2 separate regions of the Canis lupus genome follow, and region 1 is linked to region 2. Evidence: chromatin contacts called from public Hi-C data. All regions are on one chromosome and are shown on one strand. Each heading gives the region's core, a stretch centred on a gene start, on an enhancer-like site or on the middle of the called end of the contact. The rest is flanking DNA. Distances are from core to core; before and after follow the strand shown. Region 1 overlaps MACF1 (microtubule-actin cross-linking factor 1, isoforms 1/2/3/5). Region 2 overlaps MACF1 (microtubule-actin cross-linking factor 1, isoforms 1/2/3/5).

Region 1 (4,159 bases), core at 1,087-3,586, 76 kb before region 2:
TATTTACTGTAATGAAAACGAGGCAGATGTCTGGTGGTGAGGGTGGAGGTGTGTATGTGTGTATTTGTGTCTGGGCCTTCTTTGCCCTACTGGGATAAAATAATATAGGAAATGCAGATGACTCAGCACGGAGACAGTCAAGGTCCCCAGAGTTAGCATTTCTATATTCTCTGCTGTTTACAAAAAATGTGCTTATGCCATCAATCTTCAACTCCTTCCCCCTGCATTTTTTTCCACTACGTCTTTTATTTGTAAAATAATAAACCTCAAGCTTTATTCTTCTTAAATTGAGCTCACAAGCAGCTGACACCAAAATGTGGTGGACTAGCTTTTTTCCCGAAGCACAAAGGATTAAACTGGAAGGAAAAGAGCCTTTGTCCAAAGACCCTCTCTGTCTGCCCTCTTTTAGGCCCTTCCCTATATGATTTCCACGCCTAGAACTTGGGCAGGCCAGCAGAACTTGATGGATGATGGGAGATATGATTAAGGATTTGCTCACCCTGATTTTTTGATCATGGTAGGATGGAAACAACCAGTGCATTCCTGTTAGTGAAAAACATCATTTCTTCTTATCATTACTGTGCTGAGCATTGAACAAGCGCTTGGCTTGGCACTACCTTGCCCCAGGGGGAAGAAGCTCCTCTTTAAAAATCTTGAGAAGAGGAACTGAAATGGAAACCCAAATCCCAATTTTGCCTGCTCAGTGTCCCATGAACTCTTTTTTTTTTTAACTTGCTAATACGCTGCTATTGTGAGATCAGCCAGCTTAACTTTTTTAAACCACATCCACTGAAAAAAAATCAAGTGAACAGACTTGATGAGGCCTCTGGAGGATCGTGACCGGGTGAGGGAAAAGGGGGGGGGGCGGCAAAAAGATCACCCGCATTTACCTGAGCTGTCCCTTCCCAGCCCGGGGCCCCAGTGCGGGTCTGTGCACCGTGAAGGGACACAGGGATGAGTGAATGGAGGGTCAGATGATCCTGGGAACTCCCTTCTCTCCACGGTCCCAAGTAAATCCCCACCCATATTCCCCGTTTCCTCCCCTCACTTTCCTATGCCCTGACAGACAGTCCTGGGCTTCCTTTTATTCCTCCCTGACTCGTTCGGGCTCCAGGATCTTTTCCTTTGTTCCAGGTCCTAACAGGTCCCCACGGTCCCCCTCGCCGACCGAAGTGTGTCCGTCGGGAGGGCTGTCCCGGCGCCACGACCCCGCGGGGTCTGCCCGCGCCCCCCGACGCCCCCCGTCTGCGGCCTCCCCTCCCCTCCCCTCCCCTCCCCCGCGGCGCCCGGGATCCCGTTTCCGCCCCTCCCCCCCGTCGTCGCTCGGCCTCCGGCTCCTCATCCTTGGCCTGGTTTACTTCGCGGTGCTCGGCGTGCCCTCCCGTCTCAAGTTCAGTGTCTTCCGTTTCTGGAAGAGCCTTTGTCTCGGGGGCTGCCGTGTGGCCCCCCCGCCGTCCGCGGCCGCCCGGGGTCTCGCCCCGGGTCTCGCCCGGCGCTCTCAGGGCCGTCGGCTGCCGCCCTTGCCCGGCGGGGCTCTGGGCCTCCTCCCGCGGCGGCGCAGGCCCGCTCGGTCCTCCAGCGGCGGGGGGGGGGGGGGCTCCCTCCTTTGTCCCGGGGGCGGGTGCAGGTCAGCGCCGCGGGGTCCCCCCCCCCGCCCCGCGGCCCGCCCCGCCCCGCCCGCCGCCCCCCGCCGCCCGCAGCCCGCCGGGACCCGCGTGGGCCGCCCGGGCGGCGGGAGAGGGGCGGGAGCGGGCCGGGCCCTGCGCTCCTGACAGGAGGAGCCGCCGCCGCCGCCGCCGCCGCCGCCGCCGCCGGGGCGGGCCGAGGGAGGAGCGGAGCGAGGGGTGGGGAGGCGGAAACGCGAGCCGGGACCGGCGGAGCGCGAGCGGCCGGGTGCGGCGGGCTGAGGAGCGGAGCGCCACTGCCAGGCCGGGCGAGGGCGAGGGCGAGGCGGGCGGACCGCCGACAGCCGACAGCAGGGCCGCCGCCGCCGAGCCGCACAAAGGGCCGACGCTGGGGCCGCCTCAGCCGCCGCCTCAGCCGCCGCCTCAGCCTCAGCCTCAGCGCGCGGGCCCGCAGCCGGCGCCCGCCGAGGCCCGCGGAGAGCGCGGCGCGGGCGGCCATGGCCGGGTACGTGCCGGGTCAGCAGCCGGCCAACCGCAGCCAGGAGAAGGAGTTCGTGCAGGCGTACGAGGATGTGCTGGAGCGCTACAAAGGTGCGGCGGGGCCGGGGCTCGCGGGGCGGGGGCGGGGGCGGGGGCGGGGGCGGCCGGGCTCGGGCTCGGGCTCGGGCTCGGGCTCGCCCCCGCCCCGGACCTGCTCTGGCGCGGGCCGCCTTGTTTGCGGAGTGGAGATAAGCCCGCGGAGACGGCGCTCTCCCCGGCGCTGGCCACACCGGCCGCCCCATTATGTGAGGGGCGCGAGCCCGGCGCTGCCGCGGGAGCCCCGGCGCGGCGGGGAGCTGCCGGGAGGAGGAGGAGGAGGAGGAGGAGTCGCCGCGCGCCTGGAGCCTCCCCGTCCGCCCCGGGCGCCCGGCTCCCCTCGCCCCCCTTTGTCTCCCCGGGTCTCCGCGCCGTCGCGGGGCGCCCGGGGTCCGGTGAGCGGGCGCCTCTGCGGGAGAGGCCTGCTGGCTTCGCGCCGGTGAGGCGGGGGGGCGGGGAGGCTCGCGGGGGTTGCAGCCCCGCGCGTCCGCGAGAAAGTTTTGACAGGCGGAGGGGCTGCGGCCTGCGGCGCCCCCGCGTGTCCCCGGCGCCCGACGTGCCCTGCGCGCGCGCTGGGGGCGCCCCCCGCCCCCCGCCCCCCACCCCGCTCTGGTCTCGAACGTCCAGCGCCGGGCTTTTGCTTTGTGTGGCAGTCGTGCCGTCCGGACCGGGCGACGTCCCCCGGCGACTCCACGGGCAGCCCTGTGACTGGGCCTCCAGCTGCTCTTCCTCGGGAGGCGAAACTTCGGCCCTTCCGACCGAGCCCTGCGTGCTTGTTTACGACCCAGTGAAGGGAAACTAATGCAGGAGCTGTAAAACGCTCCCTCTTTTTCTTCTCTTGTGGCACTAGAGCGCTGCCCGGGAATGCCGCAGAAAAGGGGGAGAGAGAGATGAAAGGTTAAAAGGGGACCTGCTGAGGAGGTCCGCTTGTTCCCTTCTGCACCAGCTCCTGTAAGCCGTCCAGGTTTCCCTGCCCGCAGCAAGTGTTCTTGTCACACCCCCCCCTCCCCCGCCGCGGTCTTTCTTTTAAGAAATGTGGTTCGTTTCAGAGCACAAAGAGGTTGGACTGTGCTGCTGTGAACTTCTTTGAAAACCTGCTGCTAAAGGAGTGGTTGGTTCCCTCAAGGCCCCTTGCGGGCTTCTGAGCAACTCTGCACTCTTTAGAGGGAGGGTCGTACTCTGGGCCTGTCTTGGGCTGTGACAGCTTCAAAAACTAGCAGAATTATAACACAAGTTAGGTGAAGAAATCTCAGCGCCTCACTGGATCGTGTTGCTGGTGGCCTCCAGCTGAAAGGAAGTTGGACTCCTAGCAAATGAAACGCGGAAAGAAGGGGGGATGGGGAGTAGGGCTGGTTCCAGGGGAGGCCTCCTGTGCTCAGCCCCTCTCTCGCTGGCTCACTTAGTTTGGTTTCCTCTGAAAGACTTTGATCAGGTGTATAGGAATTTGATCCTTTCCAGGCACAGATCTCTTTCTTGAGGGGAGGAATGAGTGGAAAATGGTTGGCCAGAATAAATCAGGTTGAGCTGTTCTTGAGTTGCTGTGCAGGCTGCTCTAGGATAGGTGCAGAAGAATTTCTCTTTCCTCCACTGCATCAGTCTTACGGAAGTCAGGGTAGATTAGCATCCAGGCCTTTGTTACTTCGCTGTATGGAATTCTTGCATTTTTCCAGACTTAGAAATCCTCTGACTGCCTTTATAGGAGAACTTTTTGCCTAAGCTGGGATCAAGAGAGAGACCAGGGGTGTAGTTTGTGAGAACAAAGACAGGAATTAGTTTTGGAGAGACTTGGGGAAATAGATATTGATGATGTTCAGATGCTAGCTAGGTCTCATTGGTAGGCCACCAGATTACTTGGATCTTTCTCTCTCCGCTGCTGTTGATTTGTAGTCACCTCGTTCTACAAATGAAACAGGATTTTTGTATTCAGAAGGAGAGCTAAAGTTTTCAGCTGAATCAGC
Region 2 (4,536 bases), core at 1,457-3,956:
ATTTATTTATTTATTTATTTGAGGGTCGGGGGAGCAACAGAGGGAAAGGGGCAAGCAGAGCCCAGTGTGAGGCCTGATCTTAAAACCCTGAGATCAGGACCTGAGCCAAAATCAAGAGTTGGATGCTTAACAGCCTGAGGCACTCAGGCTCCCCAGTGTGCTAAGTATTTGATAGAGCATACGGAAATTTAAATATTTATGTCTCAAAGTATCAGAAAACAGTGGCTCAGATTGCATCTTACCTTATATGTTCATGACTGTAAAAATTAATATTGTTAAGATGACAGTACCCTCCAGTTGATCTACAGATTCAATGTGGTCCCCACTACAATCGCCACCTTTTTTTTTTTAACATTTTGTTGCAGAAATTGACAAGTTGACCCTAAAATTCATATGGAAATGCAAGGGATCTATAGTAGTCAAAATAATCTTAAAAAGGAAGACTCACATTCCCAATTTGAAAACTTATTAACAAGCTACAGCAATCAAGACAGTGTGGTTCTAGCATAAGAATAGATATGTAGGGCAGCCCTGGTGGCTCAGTGGTTTAGGGCCTGATCCTGGAGATTTGGGATCGAGTCCCGCATCGGGCTCCCTGCATGGAGTCTGCTTCTCCCTCTGCCTGTGTCTCTGCCTCTCTCTCTGTGTCTCTAATAAGTAAATAAAATCTTAAAAAAAAAAAAAAAAGAATAGATATGTAGATTGATGGAATAGAATTGAAAGTCCAAAATTAAACCCCTGCATTTATGATCAAATGATTTTTTAAAAGATTTTATTTATTTATTCGTGAGAGACAGAGAGAGGCGGAGATATAGAGATATAGAGAGGGAGAAGCAGGCTCCCCACGGGGAGCCCGATGTGGGACTCGATCTCAGGACCTCAGGAGCACACCCTGAGCCAAAGGCAGACGCTCAACCACTGAGCCACCCAGGCGTCCCTGATCAAATAATTTTTGACAAAGATACCAAGACAATTCGATGTAGAAGGGATGATCTTTTCAACAAATTATACTGGGGAACAACCAGATATCCAGATGCAAAAGAATGAAGTTAGACTCCTACCTGACACTATATGCAAAAGTTCAAAATGACTCACAGACCTGTGTGTAAGAGCTAAAACTCTTAGAATGTTTAGGAATAAATTTTGGCGACCTTGGATTAAGCAATGGTTTCTTGAATATGACACCAAAAGCGTAAGCAACAAAAGAAAAGAAAAAATAGGTAAATTGAACTTGATCAAAATTAAAAACTTTAGTGCTTCAAAGGACACTATTTAAAAAGTGAAGAAACACACCACAGAATGGGAGAAAATATTTACAAGTCATATATTTAATAAGAGACTTCAATGAATCTTTATATTTTAAATATAATAGTAAAAAGACAACTCAGTCAAAAATGGGCAAAAGATTTGAATAGGCATTTTTCCAGAGAAGATACACAAATGACTAATAAGCACATGAAGAGATGCTCAACATCATTAGTCATTAAGGAAATGCAAATCAAAATCATTATGAGAATACCTTTTCATACCTACTAGAATGGCTACTGTAATAGGAAAGATATGGTGAGGATGTGGAGAAATTGGGACCATCATGCCTTGCTGTTGGGAATGTAAAATGGTGCAGCTGCTTCAGAAAATAACTTAGTGGTTCCTTAAAAAGTTAAGGAGACCCAGCAATTCCACTAAGCATATATCTAAGAGAAACAAATATGTATGTCCACATAAAACTTGTACACAATTGCTCATAGCAGCATTATCCATAATAGCTCAGAAGTGGAGACAACCCAAATATCTGTCAACTGATGAGTGGATAAACAAAATGTGTCATATCCATACAATGGAATATTATTCAGCAGTTGAAAGGAATGAAGTACTAATTGATGCTAAGATGGATCGGATTAAAAAACATGCTAAGTGAAAGAAGGCTGTTAAAAAAGACCACATATGGTATGATTCCATTGTACACAATAGGCAAGTCCACAGAGACAATAAGTAGATTAGTGGTTGCTGGAGCTAGGAGAGGGTGGAATGGGACATGACTGATAATGGATATAGGGTTTCTTTGGGGGCGGGTAATGAAATGTTTTAAAATTACATAGTGGTGATGGTGAATATATTAACATCTATTGGATTGTTCACTTGAAAAGGGTGAATTGTATGGTGTGTGAACTAAATTCAATAAAACTGTTATAAAAAATTGAGGGTGATTTTGTATGTGTGAATAGCATTTTGTTGATTTGTGCTCGTCCCCTTCTTGCCACTGTGAATCTTAAAGTTAGAGCATCACTGTCTTGAGCACTGGGCAGGTTACCATTGCCCTCAAAGCCTCAAGATGAGAAATTAAGGTTTGCGATCACTTCGTGCAGGAGAAAAGTTGACGACAGGCACACTGTTTGAGGAACGAAACCTTTTAAGGGGAATGCCCTGAGGTTGAGTTGAAGGCGTTTCGAGTTTTAAGTGTGACTCTGTCCTTCCCGAGTTCTTATTTATCTTCCCAACTTCATCCACACACACCACATAGATAGTTTACGTTTTGGATCGCAGGCCTCTTTCCAGCTCCACCAAGAACCTCACTTTCATTTCTTAGATTTTTCCTCCAGGCTTTTGATCTTGGTCTGTGAACAGGCTTTCCTTGGAGGTGCAGAGACAGCAGCTGGAGAAGCCACTGGGGGGCGCCCTGCCCTCAGAGGACGGACAAAAAGGAATAACTTGCCAGGAAGAGGCTTAGGCCTGTGTCGGCAGGAAGAGATGACTCATTTTTCATCAAAGGCATTTCAAAGAAAATATAATGACAGGATGATGTCAGAGGCGCAGGTGGAGACAGGAACCTTGATTGAGGCTGGAGGGAGGGGTTGAATAGAACGGTTGCCTGGGCAGTCAGAACGATGGACTGGCAGAGATCACAAAAAACATCACCTGTTTTGTAGTTCCTTTCTCATGAGCTTTGGTGTGGGCAGTGCTGTTCATGTGCCTTTAGAGCATGTGGTCAAGTCTCTGCCTGTCTTGGGTGTACTGTGTTCATATCTGGATGAGACATCTCATGACACGCAGTGTGCTGTGTTCCTGCACCCTGTACATTAACTCTATGGCTGGCAGGGTCTATGTCTTGGAATTGAACCGCACATGCTCATGGCAGCTGGAAGTGTGGCATTTCCCTTGATATATTAGATACAGGAACTTGCCTAGATATCAGAAGGTCAAATCTCAGGGACTTTACTTTATTGCCAAAAGTACTCTGGTTCCTTCCAGTGTTTTTGTTTTGTTTTGTTTTTTTCAGTTCCTTTCAGTGTTTGGCAAGAGCTGGATCTTTGCTCTAACCTCAGATAAATTTCTTTTTCCCCCCCTTTGAATTAGAGGCCCTCTGTGGTGTGTATGGATGAAGCTGATAAATGGGGAAACCTTACAGTCAGGAAAAAGGATAGTAAGTTTTGGTATCCCTTCATATTTCAAATCACTAAAGTTGGTTAGGTATTCAGGCTTCTATTTGTTTTATTTTATTAATTAACTAATTTATTTTTAGTAATCTCTCCACCCAACATGGGGCTTGAACTCATGACCCCCAAGATCAAGAGTCATATGTTTCACATACCCTTGCAACCCCTGCTGAGTGAACCAGGCACCCCCAGGCTTCCATTTATATTAAGATTGGAAGAGAGTGCTGGTCACTATTATTCTTTAACACTTTCCAGAGTCTGTATGATTATGAATTTGGAGGCTAAATTAGTTTTCCAAAAGTTAAAAGGATATTTATTGCTTGTATTCTGTGTCAGGATTCAGGTCTCCCAAGAAGTATCTGGGGAGAAATGGCTTAGCAATATCAATTGCTGTTTTTGTGCTTTATGAATCATTTATCTGAAAGTGGCTTGGAGGACTTCTTGGACAGAAGATATTGCCTCTCTTTAAGATATATCATAAACAAGAAAAAAAAGCCCCCCCCCCCCCCCCCAAAAAAAAAAAAAAAACCAAACCCAAATACAAAAAAACCTCAGAATTGGAAGAGAGGGAGGAAAGCTTACTATTTGGTGCTGACAATGGGCTGTTTTTGGATAATTACTACCACGTCTATTGTGGACTAAAGCTGATCTTCCGGTGAGAAGGACATGAATCAGAAGGGGCTGAATCATACCACATTTTTTAGGGAAGGGTACTGGGCTTCCCTGGACCCTACATGACAATATTCCTCCTCCCTATAACTCTCCATGAAATGACAAATCATTAGAAGAGACCTTTAGCCTGAAGTGCCAGAGGACCCAAGGGAAAATTTCTCTAGCATGGGTTCGATTTGGGAGCTCCCTGAGAGTAATCTGTGATGAGCCTGTTTCAGAGAGCCTGACTCTGAGTTGGAGGAGTCTGAGCAGAAGCAGCAGTCTTGACCTGGACATGTTTTCTGTACCTGCTCATGATGTATACAGATCTTCTCTCCCTTTGGTTATGAGCTAAAGTTATGACCTTTGGTTATGACCTTTAATCATAAGGTTGAACAGTGATAAGGGAGAAGTATTCTAACATACCAGTTAACTAGAATATTTATTCTAG

Evidence for each region. A called contact is a pair of places that touch in the nucleus more often than the background predicts.
Region 1: a contact with region 2 is called in a Hi-C map of blood, with 3 times the contacts expected there. The contact joins two enhancer-like sites. A contact is called at or near these places in 6 of 9 Hi-C or Micro-C datasets (amygdala, blood, liver and 2 more).

The regions. Positions count from the first base shown.
Region 1 is chr15:3,759,603-3,763,761 of UU_Cfam_GSD_1.0, reverse strand. The region is part of intron 1 of MACF1 (microtubule-actin cross-linking factor 1, isoforms 1/2/3/5); the gene reads left to right. Among named protein-coding and RNA genes, the nearest start is that of MACF1, 15 kb to the left of the region's middle. Within about 2 kb of position 2,336, at least 14 of the 20 cell types and tissues checked have an H3K27ac peak or open chromatin away from gene starts, as enhancers often do. A contact at or near this core is called in blood, where this site is marked.
Region 2 is chr15:3,683,416-3,687,951 of UU_Cfam_GSD_1.0, reverse strand. The region is part of intron 1 of MACF1 (microtubule-actin cross-linking factor 1, isoforms 1/2/3/5); the gene reads left to right. Among named protein-coding and RNA genes, the nearest start is that of MACF1, 91 kb to the left of the region's middle. Within about 2 kb of position 2,706, at least 10 of the 20 cell types and tissues checked have an H3K27ac peak or open chromatin away from gene starts, as enhancers often do. A contact at or near this core is called in blood, where this site is marked.